Linked DNA regions of Rattus norvegicus: region 2 is linked to region 1. The links are chromatin contacts, called in public Hi-C maps. All regions are on one chromosome and are shown on one strand. Each heading gives the region's core, a stretch centred on a gene start, on an enhancer-like site or on the middle of the called end of the contact. The rest is flanking DNA. Distances are from core to core; before and after follow the strand shown. Region 1 overlaps LOC134486353 (a long non-coding RNA gene). Region 2 overlaps LOC120101521 (a long non-coding RNA gene).

Region 1 (7,914 bases), core at 3,400-5,899:
ATAGACAAATAGATAGGCAGATAGATAGATGGATGGATGGATGGATGGATGGATGGATGGATGGATGGATGGATGGATTGATAGGCAGATAGAGAAGTAGACAGATGACAAACATTGTCATATTAGGTGCTGAAACATCCATCCGAAATTGGCTGAGGAAGCCCCTTCGAGGCAGTCAGCCGATGTTCCTGGGAGAGTGGGTTCTGGGTAGACAAGAGTGACCCCTGGAGTGAGTGAGGCTTCCAAGTAAAAAAACAAATAACACCAGAGGTGACATCATCACTTAGGATGTCTAGTAGAAACCAGTGAGGGAAGCTAAGACAGGCAACTGGAGCTCCCCATTGAACTTCCTCTCTGTGGGTGACTTTTCTCTCCCACTGCAGGCACCTTTACATCACTGGGTAAATACTGGTAACATCTCTTGGTAATAGTTCACACTCTGCTGTTCTGAAGGACATGATTTAATTTCCGTTTGAGACAGGGTTCTCACTATGTGGACCATGCTGGTCTTGAACTAGCAGAGATCCGTCAGCCTAGCTTCCTGAGGTCAGGGATTAAATGCGCGTGCTGCCCTGCTTAGCACTGTTTCTATTCACCTGTTTTGCTGTTTCCTTCCTCTCCTGGTACAGAGTCAGGAAACCATCACCCACCACCAGACAAGGGGTTTGCAGAAAATTTTGAAACAAACATACTTTGGTCTGAAAGAGAGGGGAGGCATCCTCCTTCCAATGCCATTTTTAGGGAACTGGAACATGTGAAAATGTTCACAATGTACCAAAATAATGTACATTGCACAGGTGGGCTCTATGTCCTCAGGGAGAGTGCGAATGTGTAGCCTTCGGTCAGTATACAGAAACTGAGGCTCAGATAGGTGAAGGTATCCAGTCGGGAACTGAAACGAAGCAGACCCAGACCGCTAAGCAGTCCAGTGTGGGGACACTGGAGCCTTTGGGTTCTGATTCTTCAGTCCACGGGGTCCTGGAAATGTTTGATCAATTCTCTGCCAGGAGAGTCACCTTACCCTTCAGGGTGGGGCCATGACCTGGGTTGGCTTCAGCAGGGGATAAGGAGCCCAGGCAGCTAGGACTAATAATACCCAGGCCTGTGTCAGCACTTTATTCTGGCTGGAGAGCCCAGTTAAGTTCTGCAGAGGCCATGGGGTCCAATTTAGCTCCAGAGCCTGTCAGTGGTTAAAACAGACTGTGGAGGGGTTGGGGATTTAGCTCAGTGGTAGAGCACTTGTCTAACAAGCGCAAGGCCCTGGGTTCAGTCCCCAGCTCCGAAAAAGAAAAGAAAAGAAAAGAAAAAAACAGACTGTGGAGAGTAACTGCCTCAGGTTCAATCCCTGGCTTAGCCAATGACCATACGCAAACCTTTTTATCTGCCCAGGACTCTGAAAAGGCTCACTCAACACAAGGGGCTCTGCTCTTTACCTGTGACCAGGACCTGCTACTCCTCAGTCTTCTGGGAGATCTCTGGTTACTTCCACTCCATAAACTCTTGCCAGTACCTACCAGACCACACAATCCAATTTCTCAAGAGTTTTGGCATTCTATCAGTTATTCAGACAATGCTTTTATTGATCTCTTCTGGCCATTTAGCTGAAGAGCCAGGACACAGATCCTTGAAATGAAGAGCTAGATAAGAGACAATAAAATATCGCCAATAACTTTGGTTTGTTTGTTTTTAGAGACAGGGTTTCTCTGTGCGGCTCTGGCTGTCTTGACCAGGCTGGCCTCAAATTCACAGAGAATTCTCTGCCTCCCAAGTGCTGGGATCAAAGATGTATGCTACCACTGTCAGTCAAAAGGTCAGCCTTTACTGCAACAAACTTATTACAGATGACAGTTACAATTCCATCACTTGAAAACAAATACACTAACCAGGTGTCATCTTAAAGGGAGATCCTTGTCTTATTATTGCAGCATGGCATATCAACCAGTTATTTCTAATAATCAGACAATAAAAAACAAATGAAGGGCTGGAGAGATGGCTCAGCGGTTAAGAGCACTGGCTGCTCTTCCAGAGGTCCTGAGTTCGATTCCCAGCAACCACATGGTGGCTTACAGCCATCTGTAATGGGATCTGATGCCCTATTCTGGTTATATATATGCAGAACACTGTGTATGTAATAAATAGATCTAAAAAAATTAAAAAAAAACAAATGAAATCTGGGCTTATCATATCTATTCGTATATAAATACACATTTGAGATATGATCAGCTTTTACAGCCTTTTAGAATTTGACATCTTTTACACTTAATAAGATAGATTTGACCACTTTTCCACAACAATCAGCTTCATTCCTTCATTCTTATTTGCTTGTTTGTTTAGTGTGTGTGTGTGTGTGTGTGTGTGTGTGTGTGTTTTGTCTGCGTGTTTTTTTTTTATGTGCACCACGTATGCAGAGGCCAGAAGAGGGCATCAGGTCCCCTGGAACTGGAGATACAGGAGCTCGTGAGCAGTTACGTGTGTGCCAGAAGTCGAAGCTGGATCTTCTGGAAGCGCAGCGAGCACTCTAACCGCTGAGCACTCTCTCAGGCCCCTATTCTCTCTCAGTAAGTGTCCGACATTTTGCCACATAGAGGGGTCATCCCTTATGTCAAAACCTTTCCACCTTTCTTGCTTTTATTTAGTAGCTATTGCATTCAAAACTATCGTGGAGGGGCTGGGGATTTAGCTCAGTGGTAGAGCGCTTACCTAGGAAGCGCAAGGCCCTGGGTTCGGTCCCCAGCTCCAAAAAAAAGAACCAAAAAAAAAAAAAAAAACTATCGTGGGGTGAGCATACACATCCCTGCATTCCAGAACAGACTATAAACAGATGTAAGCAAAACAGGATATTGGCGTGCCATTCCTGCAGGCTTTGGTGGGCTAACCTAGGCTGTTGCTGTATACAAACTCCACAAGTCCCAGGCGCAGAGCTAGGACTCCTCTAGTCTCACACACTCTTGGCTCAAGAGAAGTGTTTCTGGCTACATGCCCCCTATAGCATCGATGTCTCCTGCCTGTGTGGTTTCACATGTCACATTCTGAGTCCTACTGTGTGCAAGGATCTGCAGAGAGTACAAGAGGAATATGCCACAGTCCTATCCCCACAGATGTCCTGGCTCCCCTGAGGCATCGCCTCCTGGCACGTCCCCAAGCCTTGCTTGTGGAGACCTGGGGTGGGAGCTAAGTGTGTCTGACCCAGGTACTAAGGTTCTGATCCAGGCCTTGGGTGTTGTATAGCAATGCTTTTCCTGGGGAGGTACAACACACACAAGTATTTCCCTAGACAGGGAACCCACGGCAGACCAAAGTACAGATACTACCAATCCAACTTAGTGAGCTATGAGTTTTACTGGGGCTATCTACAGGAACATGAACAAGGAATATCACAAAAGATGGCAAACTGGGGTGCCTGCAGGCAATTCAACAGATTGAAGAGTGTCCTTTCCAAGTGACTCAGTCGATCTAAATCTCTTCCAGGTAGCTGGTCTGGTCTCAGAGTCTTCTTTGCAGCCTTGCTTGTCTGAGAATCTTTGTTGTAGCTTTTATTGCTTACTCTGGCAGGGAGGTGACCTAGTGAATCTGGTTTGTTTCAGGGACTTCCTGAAGCTATTTTGAGTTGCCTGCCTGCCCCCGCTTTGCGGAATGGAATGTTTCAGTCTTGGAGGAGACTGTTGTACAACACGATCCCAGACCATGTGACTACACTACTTCTCTTTCTCTCAAGAGCAGGAGTTTCTGGCAGCTGGACCAGTTTGCTGTCTTGAATGTTTGGGATAAACCCAATGTTGATATTCACAAGCACAGTTACCAGAAGCATGTTCTGAATACTTGTTTGTATGAGTCTGGCCTTGGGTATTTCACCTGCCCCAGCCACTGCACACACGTGCACTCTGACCCAGTAGCATCGAGGAGAAAAATCAAAGCTCAGAAGCAAAGGAACTCACCACCCAGGCTCACCCCAAGTGAGCCAGCCAGTAGGGTGCCAGCCAGTAGGGTGCCCTGTGTTCTGACATTCTTCAGTTTTTTGTTTGTTTACTAAAATCTGTGTCAATTAACACCCTTGTACTACTTATTTTTTAATGTTCTCCATGCAAGGTGGCAGTCCCTGGGTGCTGCTACTGTTGCCTGTTCACACTGCCTGTTCACACGGCTAGGCAGGCTCTGGTACACAGTAGGCGGAGTTCAGAGCCTGGCTCTAAGAAATTGCACACCTGGCCGTCACAGCCCAAAGGCCAACAGGAGGCTGCTCTCAGAAGTAATGACCACAGAAGAGAAAGGGAGGTGGACCAGAGTTTGGAGGGGCGACCGCTCCTTGGCCAGTAGCACCCCACCCCACCCCACCCTCCCGCCCCCAGCACCACGGGAAGCAGCTTTCATCACCGCCTCCAGCGCTGGCGCGCGCCAGGGATCACTTTCCCGGTTCACATTTCTAAGGCTGCTGCTGGGTTATTTTGGTCGGGAAACCTGATCCTTCGCTCGGTTTATTTTAGCACCTTGGAGAACTCTCAGTGCCGCACCGGATCCGAGGCCGCGCCCATCCTGCTGTCGCCCCCCTCTGTCTTCCCCCAGAGGCTCCGCGCCTTGGGCACCGCTCACCCTGGGCTGGGGCCAGAGCGGGTGCCTTAGCCGCGGCTCCGCACACGCAGGGTGGCGTCAGCCGGGCGATAGAGGCCGTATTCCAGGGCCCTGGGAGACCGTGCACACTGACAGGCATCCGCTGCCAGAAGGCTTTATCTAGCCTTGCGGACCCAGCGCGCTGGGCGCCGACTGCGGGTGCACTTGGCACCAGACCAGCAGTGACCTCCACTCAGCCTCTGCCCACCAGCCATCCCCACAGTTCCACAGGACACACCCCACGCACACTCTCCTCCACCACAGCCACACCCACAGCTGTACTCACCGACACCCATAGCAACTCATATGGGTGCATGGCCACGAGACTAGTCCACAGACAAACACGCAGGGCCACACCGCCAGAACAAACGCAGACACACCACCAGAGGCTCACTCACACCATCACACATTAAAACACACAGGCACAGATGTGTGGGCACCGCTCCCCCAGCTCACCCCGCACCTCAAGCCTTGATGTGTGCTTCTTCCATTCCACTCCCAGCTCAAAATTAAACTGCACATCAAGACAACTGAGCCGTCCACTTCCTGATTGATGAGACTGATTCTTGTAGCCACCATGAACATCAATTCATACTTATTCATTATTTATGCTAATTCATGCTTTTGTACCTCATTCCTGGAGTTGTCCCTCACCCTTCTGCCCCATGGGGATGTATGTCCTGCTGACTGAGGAGGATCAAGTGTCCAGCCAAGGTATTCGGTGATCAGTAGCAAAAGATGATGGAGAGGCACATGGGGAGGCCCCAAGCCAATGCTGCCCCTGGGAGAACGTGGTTTGGAGCATTTGGCCGAGAGAGTGTAATAGGTTCACAGACAGATCAGACAGTGGGTTGTATGCACTTGTCTCTGCCTCCCTGCTGTCCCCTATGCCTGGCTACTGTCCCTCCATGGAGAGTCATATCACTGAGCTGGGGCCAGGGGACTTGAGGTCTAGCCTGTCTACCTTTGGGCTAATCCAGCCTTACCCAGATCCGTGCCTATCTTTCTGCTGCAAACCCCTCCAGCAGACTGGCTAGGGATTTTGGCTCCACCCACCTGTCCTTTGTGGCCATTCCAAACTTCCCCATTGGCTTTCTGTCTGGTTCTAAACAGTTGGGGCGAGAGTTCTGCTTCTCAGGGGCAACAGAATCCCAGTTCTTCAGACTTCCCTCCATAGTTTGAGGACTTCCTCTCTCTAAAAATGTCTTTCTGGACACATGAGGACCTTGCTTTTGGAGGTAGTGAGCTCTTGGCAAGTCTGCTGTGGCCCTAAATGCAGGTTGGTTTACAATACTTAGTGAGCCTTGTGACTACTATCTGTGGCAGTCACTGAACATGACCCTACACAGGGACTGCTGGTCAGATAGCTCACTCCATCTACTCACTCAGGGTTCAACTGTCACCCTTCTACCCCAGTCCCCAAACACACCAGGCACCTGTGTCATCTGTGCAGTGAGATGAAAAGGTCTAGCTTAGGGGCTATTGCCAAGACTGTGAAAATAATGTGTGCAGAAGCCCCACCTCAGTCTGCTCACCAGGGAGATGCTGTGCTGGGGCCTTGTCATGGGCCTCTCAGGGCTTGTTCAGGGCTGCGTGCTATTTTTTTTGCCTCTGACTTGTATGGCTTTGAGTAGTCATGATCTCTCTAGTCCAAGGTACCAGGGCTGTGCAGTCCTGACCTAGGTTATGGCAAAGGAGAAGGGAAGGGGACGGTGTGAGTTCAACGGTGGAGAACATTTCTCTAACAGATGTCCCTCTGTTCTGCTCCGTAGACAGTGGCGTCTTACATTCCCATGGGCACATCCTGACCCTCCACGTATGAAGAGGCTGACACAAAGCTTCGGGGAATGCCATTCGAGTTCAGGCTGTGTGGGGAGGTGGAAGAGTCAGTGAGACCCAGGAGTGTGCAAGCAGGCAGATCAGGAGCTGGGTTGCACGATTTTACAAGTGAGCTCTATCCATTCAGACACTCGGTTCTGGCCGCCCCTGCAGGAGCCACTTCAGGTATAGTCCTGCAACTCCTAACCCTAGGCCAATCCCCTGCAGGTCAAGGTGAGGTTCTTCACAGGGGATGATGAGATGAGGGAGGCAGCGAAGGGAGGTCCCATTCTGCTGCACAAACCCTTACCTGTGGACCTGCTCTGGTAGCCAGGCCATCTTAGTTCAGAGGAATCAGTCTTAGCAGACAAGAGTGTGGTTCCCGGAGGGCAGTTAAGAGTGAGACCGGGACCCAAATTTCACTCTCATGGTCTCTGGTGTTCTGTTGTCCACTTGCCCAGTTCAAAGCGAATGATAAAGATGCGGCTGGCAGGGTTGGGGATTTAGCTCAGTGGTAGAGCACTTACCTAGCAAGCTCAAGGCCCTGGGTTCGGTCCCCAGCTCCGAAAAAAAAAAAAAGAAAAAAAAAAAGATGCGGCTGGTGTTTCACACAGTGAATTGGTTCTGTGGCGCTCTGTCACCATCGCAAGCTCATGGGCTATGACCTATGAAGTACTATCGCTTCTGAGGAGCTTCAGGGGAACCCCCTCCCCCAAGAAACCACCTCTGGAGGCATCCCCATGTAGTTGGGCAGTGTAGCCTGTGGCCTCTTTTCCATAAGAAATACATGGCCACACACAGACACCCGGAGCAGCCTGGAACTTGGTGTGTCTTGTTTCTGAGAGAACATCTGAGTTTTCATGGAAGCACTTTGGCCACTCAGGAAAGACTGCCAACTTTGAGGCTCTTAGGGGACCATACACTGCTGCGGTCTTAAATCAGGCAGGCCTGGATATACTCATCACTCGAAAGTTGGTTGGGAAAGGATATTGCCCTACTCGCTATGCCCAGGGGACAGTGACAATGGTCAGGTTGAGAATGTGGCTGGGAAGAGAAGCAGCCACTTTAACTGGTCATTTCCTGCTGTGGCTGAGACCCTCCCGATGTGGCAGAAATGTCCTCTCCAGTTTCTGCCCTCTCAGGAGCTCAGTGGATTCCAGCTTTGGGTCTGACTGCAGACACTTACCCTGTGCCTACTGTGCACAGCTCTGAAAGTCAGAGTTAAGGAGCTGTGGTGGGGTGTGCCCTTAGTGTGACTGGCAGGTTTTTCTGATGTCACAAACTGTCCTTTATCTAGAAGGTAACTGCACGGTAGGGGTGGGGTGGAGCTAAGGCCTGAGGTTACTTAGGTTCTAGCTCTCCCACTCCTTAGAAGCTCAGCTGAGACCACCAGATGGTCTCAGCAGGGACACCTGCCAGGTTGGGTGGTGGGTGCAGGTCTTTTCAGTCTTCCTCTCTGGGTACTTTTTTCCTCTGCGAGACATAAAGAGC
Region 2 (7,914 bases), core at 3,808-6,307, 39 kb before region 1:
AGCTACCCTTAAACTCAGAGATCCACCTGCCTCTGCCTCCTGGGATTAAAGGTGTGGGACACCTCGGGCCAACCTGTAAAAAAACAAAACAACAGAAAGCAGCAACAAAACCGTAGCAGAAATAAAACAGTCTGTGGAGGATCTGAAATTCCGTATCAGTGAGTGTTGAAGGCTGGCAAAGCCAGGCTGCCACAAGTCAGCAGAGAGGGCTCTACACAGATGCTGCAGATGACACTGGCATGTGCTGTCACCAAAAGTAAGACATTTGTTTTGATTTTGAGACAGAGTCCTACTCTGTAGCCCAGGCTAGTATTGAACCCATAGCAATCTTCTTGCCAGCCTCAGCTCCACCTTGGTCTACATGAGGCCGTGTCTCCAAACAAAATCCCATTTCAACTAGATAAATATTTGCAACAAACTAGAGTCAGATGCAGTGGGACAGAGACAGGAGGATTGAGAGTTTGAGGCCAGCCTGGGCTACAAAAGGAAATTTCTCTAACAAAACCAAACTACCGAGGGGGGAATGAATATATATATATGGAGACAGAAAGAGAGAGAGAGAGAGAGAGAGAGAGAGAGAGAGTTAGTTTCTCTGTGTAGTCCTGGCTGTCCTGACTTACTCTGTACACCAGGCTGGCCCTGAACTCACAGAGTTCTGTCTTCCTCTGCCTCCCAAGCACTGGGATTAAAGACGTGTACCACCACTACCCAGCTAAGGTACTTTTTTGTTGCTGTGATAAAACACCATGACCAGGGGTTGGGGATTTAGCTCAGTGGTAGAGCGCTTGCCTAGCAAGTGCAAGGCCCTGGGTTTGGTCCCCAGCTCTGGAGAAAAAAAAAACAAAAAACACCATGACCAAAGCAACATATAGAAGGAGCTTGTTTGTGCTTACGGCTCTAGCCTCTGAGTGTTTGCATGTATGTAGACGTGTGTGTGTGTGTGTGTGTGTGTGTGTGTATGTGTGTGTGTGTGTGTGTGTGTTGTGGAGGCCTGAAGTCGACGTTGAGATTTTCCTCCATCAACTTCCATTTTATGCACTGAGGTGGGGTCTCTCACTGTCTCACTGAATCGGCAGTGCTCCTGTTCTGACTAGTCTAGCCAGCTGGTTTGTCCCTGGGATCCCCCCTGGCCTTTTACCTGAGTTCTGAAGATTTTTTTTTAAATAATTTATTTATTTGTATACTGTACACTGGAGCTGTCTTCAGACACACCAGAAGAGGGCATCAGATCCCATTACAGATGCTTCTGAGGTGGTTGCTGGAAATTGAACTCAGGACCTCTGGAAGAGCAGTCAGTTCTCTCTCTCTCTCTCTCTTTTTTTTTTTTTTTTTTTTTGGTTCTTTTTTTCGGAGCTGGGGACCGAACCCAGGGCCTTGCGCTTCCTAGGCAAGCGCTCTACCACTGAGCTAAATCCCCAACCCCTTAATCAGTTCTCTTAACTGCTGAGCCATCTCTCCAGCTCCCAGGTTCTAGGGAATCTTAACTCTGGTCTTTTGCCTTTTCAGCAAATCCTTTCTTCATCAAGTCATCTCCTCAACCCAAGAGTAAAACTGTCTCTTCTTACTCCCTTTGAGGCGAGATCTGTGGTTTGTATCCATGCATGGGATGTTCCCCTACCCACTCCCCTAGCCTGTTCTTCTCTCCTCATCCTAGGGAAGATCTCAGCCCAGGCTAGATGTCCAGGAACCCTTCCCTTACCCCATGCCTTTCCTGACTCCGACCTCCTTGGAAATGCTGCCATGTAAAGCTCTGGAAGAAATCACACACACACACACACACACACACACACACACACACACACACACACACCCCAGGACCTCAACACCTTCCTGGGTCAGTGTTCCTGGCTGGATGCAGACTGGCACTTACCCAGGGTCCCCTGCCTTTAATACTTGTCCCACCCATGATGGGATTCCAACGGCCTTCCATACAGAGCGTTTACATCTTACCCTGCCCTGCACCTCATTTCTGATCAGGGACTTCCTTGCCATCCAGGTTCTATGCAACGTCCTGCTACTTCTCCAGACATCAAGTCTAGACATCTAGACCGTTACTAGTGTGTCCTGCAGCGCCCTCACCTGCCTTCAATAAATTTCCAGCAGACAATCACCTTTTTTCGGTTCTGGGGAGACAATTGCTGTGCTATACCTGAAGATGGCCAGCAGGGGGTGCCACAAGGTCTGTATTTGTTCCAGTTGCAGTCAGTCATCTGTAGCCAGCACTGGCTCTGAAGATCTGGAAGGAGGGTACTTCACCGGAATACTGAGACTGGGTACAGAGAGGAATTCAGAGAATATTGATTGAGCTGAGTATGATCTAGACATGGCCTAGAAGTTTAAATTCAATAAGATACTGGTACTAACTCAGGAGGCTCTTTGTCTTGTTTTATTTGTAATGTTTCCAGTGTTTATTACATTGCGAGGATTAGGGCTAGGGTTTGGGTACTGGTACTTTAGTTTACTAGAGACACTGTAACAAAGTACTACAGGCTGGGTAGCTTAACGGCTAGAAATGTATCGCCTCACAGTTTTGAGGATCAGAGGTCTAAAGCTAAGGTGTGAAGACACAGGGAAGGGCTATCTAGGTCTGGCCCCTCCCTCCCCTCTGGCCCCTCCTCCCCTCTGGCTCCTCTCTCCCGTCCGTGCCCTCCCTCTTGTCCTGCCCCGCCCTCCCATCTGGCCACGCCTCTCGGTAACCTCTGACTCTTATTCCTTTCCTTGTGAATGCATGGCTGCCACCTTCTGTCTGCACAGACCCCTCTTCCTGTGCCTTCATGTGCTCTTCTCTCTGCTCGGAACCCTCCCTGCCCGCCCCACCGCGTGTGTGTTTTCAGTTGACTCTATTTTTTTTTTTTTTTTTTTTGAGGCGAGGTTTCTCAGTGAACCTGGACTTCAGCATGTCAGCCTGACTGTGGCCAGCATGCCTCCTGTCTCTGTCCCCCAGGGCGGGATTGCAGATGCACACTACTGCTCCTGGCTTTTACACGGGTGCCAAAGGGGCTGACCTCAGTTCCTCACACTTGCGAGTAGCGCTCCCAGTTCCTAATTTCACCCGTTCTGTTTGCTAGGTCTGGGGCTCAAACCCTGGGCCTGGTGTAAGCTGTGGTTTGCTTGTTTGTTTTCTGGGTTTATTTATTTATTTTTTATTTTATTTATTTATTTATTTATTTATTTATTTATTTATTTATTTATTTATTTATTTATTTATTTTTGGAAACCAGGGCCTTGTGCTTGCTAGGTAAGCGCTCTACCACTGAGCTAAATCCCCAACCCCTATTTTTTTTTCTTTTTCTTTTTTCGGAGCTGGGGTTTTTGTTTTGTTTTGTTTTTTTTTTTTTAATAAAGGGATCTTAGTAAGCTAGGGCCACCCAGGTGACCTTACTGTAGCTTCATAATGTCATATCTGAGGGCCTATGGTTAGGTCCCAACACATCAATACTTTATGGGGAGCACAACTCAACTGTTAACCCTCTGTAAGCTAAGAGAGACAGACAGGCTAAGTTTTCACATCACATCCTCGGGGCAAAACTCCATCCATCATGTCTCTACTGCATACCCTGGCTGAGGTCAGGATGGATGCTCATGGCCGGGCTGGAGGGTATGAGAGCTCTTCAGGAACCCTATGCCAGGGCTAGCTGGAGGTCTGTGCCTCGTAAACAGACTGAGGGCTAGCCCTGGCTAATGCTGCAGATGGGAAAAACTGAGGTTAGCATCAGGCCACAAGGATACTGGCTGATGGGCTGGGCTTGGATGGGACACTGGTCCATATGGCCCCGCAACCTGGGATCATTGCTCTGCACCCTACTGCAGTCATAGTGACACTTAGCCTTCTGTGCCTGGCTCCCCACCAGCCTGGATAACTTTGACCTTCATGGGCTTTATACCCTCTTAGATCTTTCAAGAGCCCTCCTCTACTCTTGTTTATCAGCTGTGGTCTCTCTGGCTGCCTCCTCCTGGGTCCTCCAGTCCCTCTCTCCAACACCTCCCCACAAGGTCTCAGGGCCTCTTTGCAGATAAAGACTCAGGAGTTCAGAGACCTTGTGGTTTGTCCCACATTGAGTCCAGATCCCAGGGCTTAGCTCACAAGTACCCAAATCATTCTGTCCGGTCTTTTTGAGCATCCAAAGGGAAGGGGGAGGGGACCCCTGTCTCCATTTGTAGTCTGCTTTGCTACAGAGGCTTGGATCAGAAAGGATACCTGATGGGGGCTAAAGATTGTATTCAGTTGAAAGAACTGTCCTAGCATGCAGGGAGCCCAGGCTTCCATCCCCAGCACCCAAAAAGCCAGGGCTCACCCCAAGGATGGGAGAACCAGTTTGAGCTCCAGAAAGGAGGGGGCATATTTGCTTATCCTATGATTCTAGTACTGGGGAGGAGGAGGGAGGGTTACTTTCAGCTAAATAGAGAATTGCAGGCCAGTCTGGGCTACAAAAGATCCTGTCTCAAAAAAAACAAGCAGAAAAAAAGGAAAGAGAATGAAAGGAGGAAGAGAGGGAAGGAAAAACCCAAAGAAACCAAAAACGAAAAAAGAAACAGGCATGAGTCCACGAAGATCGATCCTGCTGCAACAACAGCTTGTAAACACTAGAGGGCGCAGGAAGACGGAAACTCAGTCTAGAATGTGCTGCCTACAAGGTATGTGGAGACCCAGAGATGCGGTTACAGGGATGACAAGATGTCAGTCCCAAGACTTGCTCTTTGTGACAACTACTACATTTTGTCCTCACAGCAAACCCAGAAATGAGAAGCCCCAGTAAGATGCCCACTTTACAGCAAGAAACAAAAGTCCAACGTTATTAAGTGGGAACTTGCAGGTGGCCACAACAGAAACCAGAGGCTGGGGCTGAACGTGGCTCTGGCTTAACAGCCCAGATGTTGTCCTCTCCTCCACCGCTGTCCCGTCTTCTCTCCCAGCTCCCTTTCAGGTGGCTCTCTTAAGCCTGGAGAGCTATAAGGGACTGCTTAAGGGTGGGGAGGGAGGTCTATCCCTAAGATTCCTTGTAGAGAAGGTGGGCTCTGGGGCAGCAGGGAGTTGGGGGAGGGGAGAAATGAGGAAGCAGCCAGGAGGTGTGGGATTAGCCATGGATACAAGGAGTTCCTGTCTGGAAGTCCTTTCTGACTGGCCCCTGGCAGAGCTGGTCCCCTGGGAACCAGCCAGGGTTATTAATACACTGCTGAGTCAGGGGGCTCTTGAGTTGCAAAATCACAAGACATAGCAGGGTATGTCTTGGTAGCAGGAACACTCTTGACTCCAGTGTTTCCTCCCTCCCACCTGCACTGTCCACCTCAGGCTGAACCCTCTATGGTAAGTGGCAGCCAGTGCCCAACTTGGGGCTGTCCTCAGAGAGAGTTAAATGCTCTGGTGCTGAGCTACAAGGATTATTCTAAAAATGGCTTTGGGGAGGGCCCGCTGTGTGCCCATCTGGGAAGCCAGGGCTCCTACTAGTCAGCTCATCATCTGCCTACACAAGGCCCCAGTCACAGTCAAGTGGACTCTACTAGGAGCCCCGTGTTTAAGCTATCGAAGGCACCCATGTAGCATTAGCTTCCAGGGACCTGGTTAATCTGGGTAGGCACTGGCTGATGGGGCAAGGCACCCACATGGGGCCAGCTATGACAGTGAAGAGGCAGATGAGAGGAAGGACTGAGGGTCCAGATACCTCAGACAGAGGCTCTCGGCTCTGGCTCTGTGGCCTCTGTAACCTTTCCTGTCCCAGACTCCAGGAGCCTCCCCAGGCCTCTGCCACCTTTCTGGCATAGCTGTCGTAGGCTTGCTCATGACTTTGTAAGAACAGGCTCACTCCTTGGCCACCTGGCCATCAACATTCCAGCATCATGCTGTGAAGGCTATCTGCTGAGAGTTTTGGGGGCCACTAGATTCCATCTTGAGCATAAAACCCATACCTACTGTCTCCTCAGAATGGAGACACGGACACCTACAAGACAAAGCCATCTGCTCCTAAGGGATGAGAGATGGTTTTGAGCTCAAGCCTGAACTGATTCTGGAGCTGATACTCACATATCCATCCATTCATCATCACCATCACCACCATCACCATCATCACCACCATCACCATCATCACCATCATCACCACCATCACCATCATCATCATCATCATCACCATCACCACCATCACCATCATCATCACCATCACCACCATCACCATCATCATCACCATCACCACCATCACCATCATCACCATCACCACCATCACCATCATCACCATCACCACCACCATCACCACCACCACCATCATCACCATCACCACCATCACCATCATCACCATCACCACCATCACCATCATCACCATCACCACCACCATCACCACCACCACCGTCACCACCATCTTGATAATGGTAAAAATAGTAATAATTATTATTTCTGTAACCTAGACTGACTACAAATCCACTCTGTGGCCAAGGATGATTGAACTTCTGACCCTCTGACCTCCAGATCCTGAGAAGCTGCTTTATGAAGTGCTGGGGATAAAACAGTGTGACTAGCTCTGGCTTCCCTGATCTCTATTTGTAGGCCAGGCTGGCCTCGAACTCACAGAGATCCGCCTGCTTCTACCTCCGGTGTGCAACACCACACCAGGCTCACTGTGTAGCTCAAGATAGTCTCAAACATGAGCTCATGCTGCCTCTGCTGTCCAAGTGCTGCGATTTCAGGCCGGTACCACCAGGCCCAGCAAATCATGGGTTGCGTAACTCAGTCCTTCCCTGTGGTATCTGTAGGATTTGACCAAGGGTTAGAGGCTGCATACACCTGGCATGTTCCTCCTGGCCTCTGGGACACTCTGAGGGCCTTTCCTTCCTCCCCCTCCTCCTACACCACAAGACATAGCCTATGCTAAGCCCCCATGGGACCCAGGTCTGAGACCCTTTCTCAGCTCTGGTCCGTAGCACGGCTTCAGCTCCAAGGCCCCTGCAGAGAACCCTTATCAATGAGTCCCACACATCCCCGAGAGCCTGGGACGAGTAGCCAACCCGGATCCCAGCCCTTCATAATCCTGTTATCAGGAGACACATTCCAACCCAGGCTCTTTCTTCCTGTACAGAGTAAGATAGAGCCCGTAGTCTTCCGGGCCACGTGAGAAGGGGCACCAGGGGAAACTCGGGTTATCTCATAGGAAGCCACACTGCAGAGCTGTTTCTTCAGACAGTTTGAGAAAACACAGTTGGGGTCAGCCCTGCGGGGTCAGCCTTCAGCCCGGAATGGACTGGCTAGCTAAGGACCCCTGCTGGGGCTGGAGCAAGGAAGCTGAAAATCTGTTCCCAGGAGCCAGTGGGTGACTCCCCAGAGGTGGGGAGGCTCCCTAACACCTTTCTCTGAGGTCTGGTTTTCCCCTAAGAAAAGGGAGCACCTGGTTTGTGGGAGGGCTTCTCACCACAGCTACTGAGACAGAACAGAGAGCAGGCTGCTTCACAGAGTATAGACTGTGGCAAAGACCACATGTGTGTTTGGTAATCTATGGCAAGGGTAACCTACCACCGGTTACCTGCAGGGCTAGGGAGTGGAAGGTTTGAGACAGGATTCAGGAGACTGAACCTTCCTGGTTTGGTTGAGTCTCCATTTATCCTTTCCTTCCCTTCCCTTCCCTTCCCTTCTCTTCCCTTCCCTTCCCTTCTTTTCCCTTCCCTTCCCTTCCCTTCCCTTCCTTTTCCTTTCCTTTCCTTTCCTTTCTTTTCGACAGGGTCTCACATATGTTGTTCTGTCCTGAAACTTGCCCTGTAGACCAGGCTGGCCTCAGACTCACAGAGATCTGCCTGCCTCTGCCTCCTGAGTGCTAGGATTAAAGATGTGCCAGTACACCCAGCTTTCATTTTCTAATTTTATCCTTCCTTCCTTCCTTCCTTCCTTCCTTTCTCTCTTTCATTCTTCCTTCTGTCCTTCCTTCCTTTCTCCCCCCC

What was found. A called contact is a pair of places that touch in the nucleus more often than the background predicts.
Region 2: a Hi-C map of psoas muscle shows a contact between it and region 1, with 3 times the contacts expected there. The contact joins two enhancer-like sites. A contact is called at or near these places in 4 of 12 Hi-C or Micro-C datasets (frontal cortex, hepatocytes, liver and 1 more).

The regions. Positions count from the first base shown.
Region 1 is chr3:35,771,941-35,779,854 of GRCr8, reverse strand. It overlaps LOC134486353 (a long non-coding RNA gene), which reads right to left. Exons shown (of 2, transcript XR_010065158.1): 1 at 6,141-7,914; 2 at 1,770-5,386. Among named protein-coding and RNA genes, the nearest start is that of Fam78a, 5.4 kb to the right of the region's middle. Within about 2 kb of position 4,649, at least 10 of the 93 cell types and tissues checked have an H3K27ac peak or open chromatin away from gene starts, as enhancers often do.
Region 2 is chr3:35,810,869-35,818,782 of GRCr8, reverse strand. It overlaps LOC120101521 (a long non-coding RNA gene), which reads left to right. Exons shown (of 3, transcript XR_005502079.2): 2 at 1,507-1,587; 3 at 1,997-3,100. Among named protein-coding and RNA genes, the nearest start is that of Plpp7, 33 kb to the right of the region's middle. Within about 2 kb of position 5,057, at least 5 of the 93 cell types and tissues checked have an H3K27ac peak or open chromatin away from gene starts, as enhancers often do.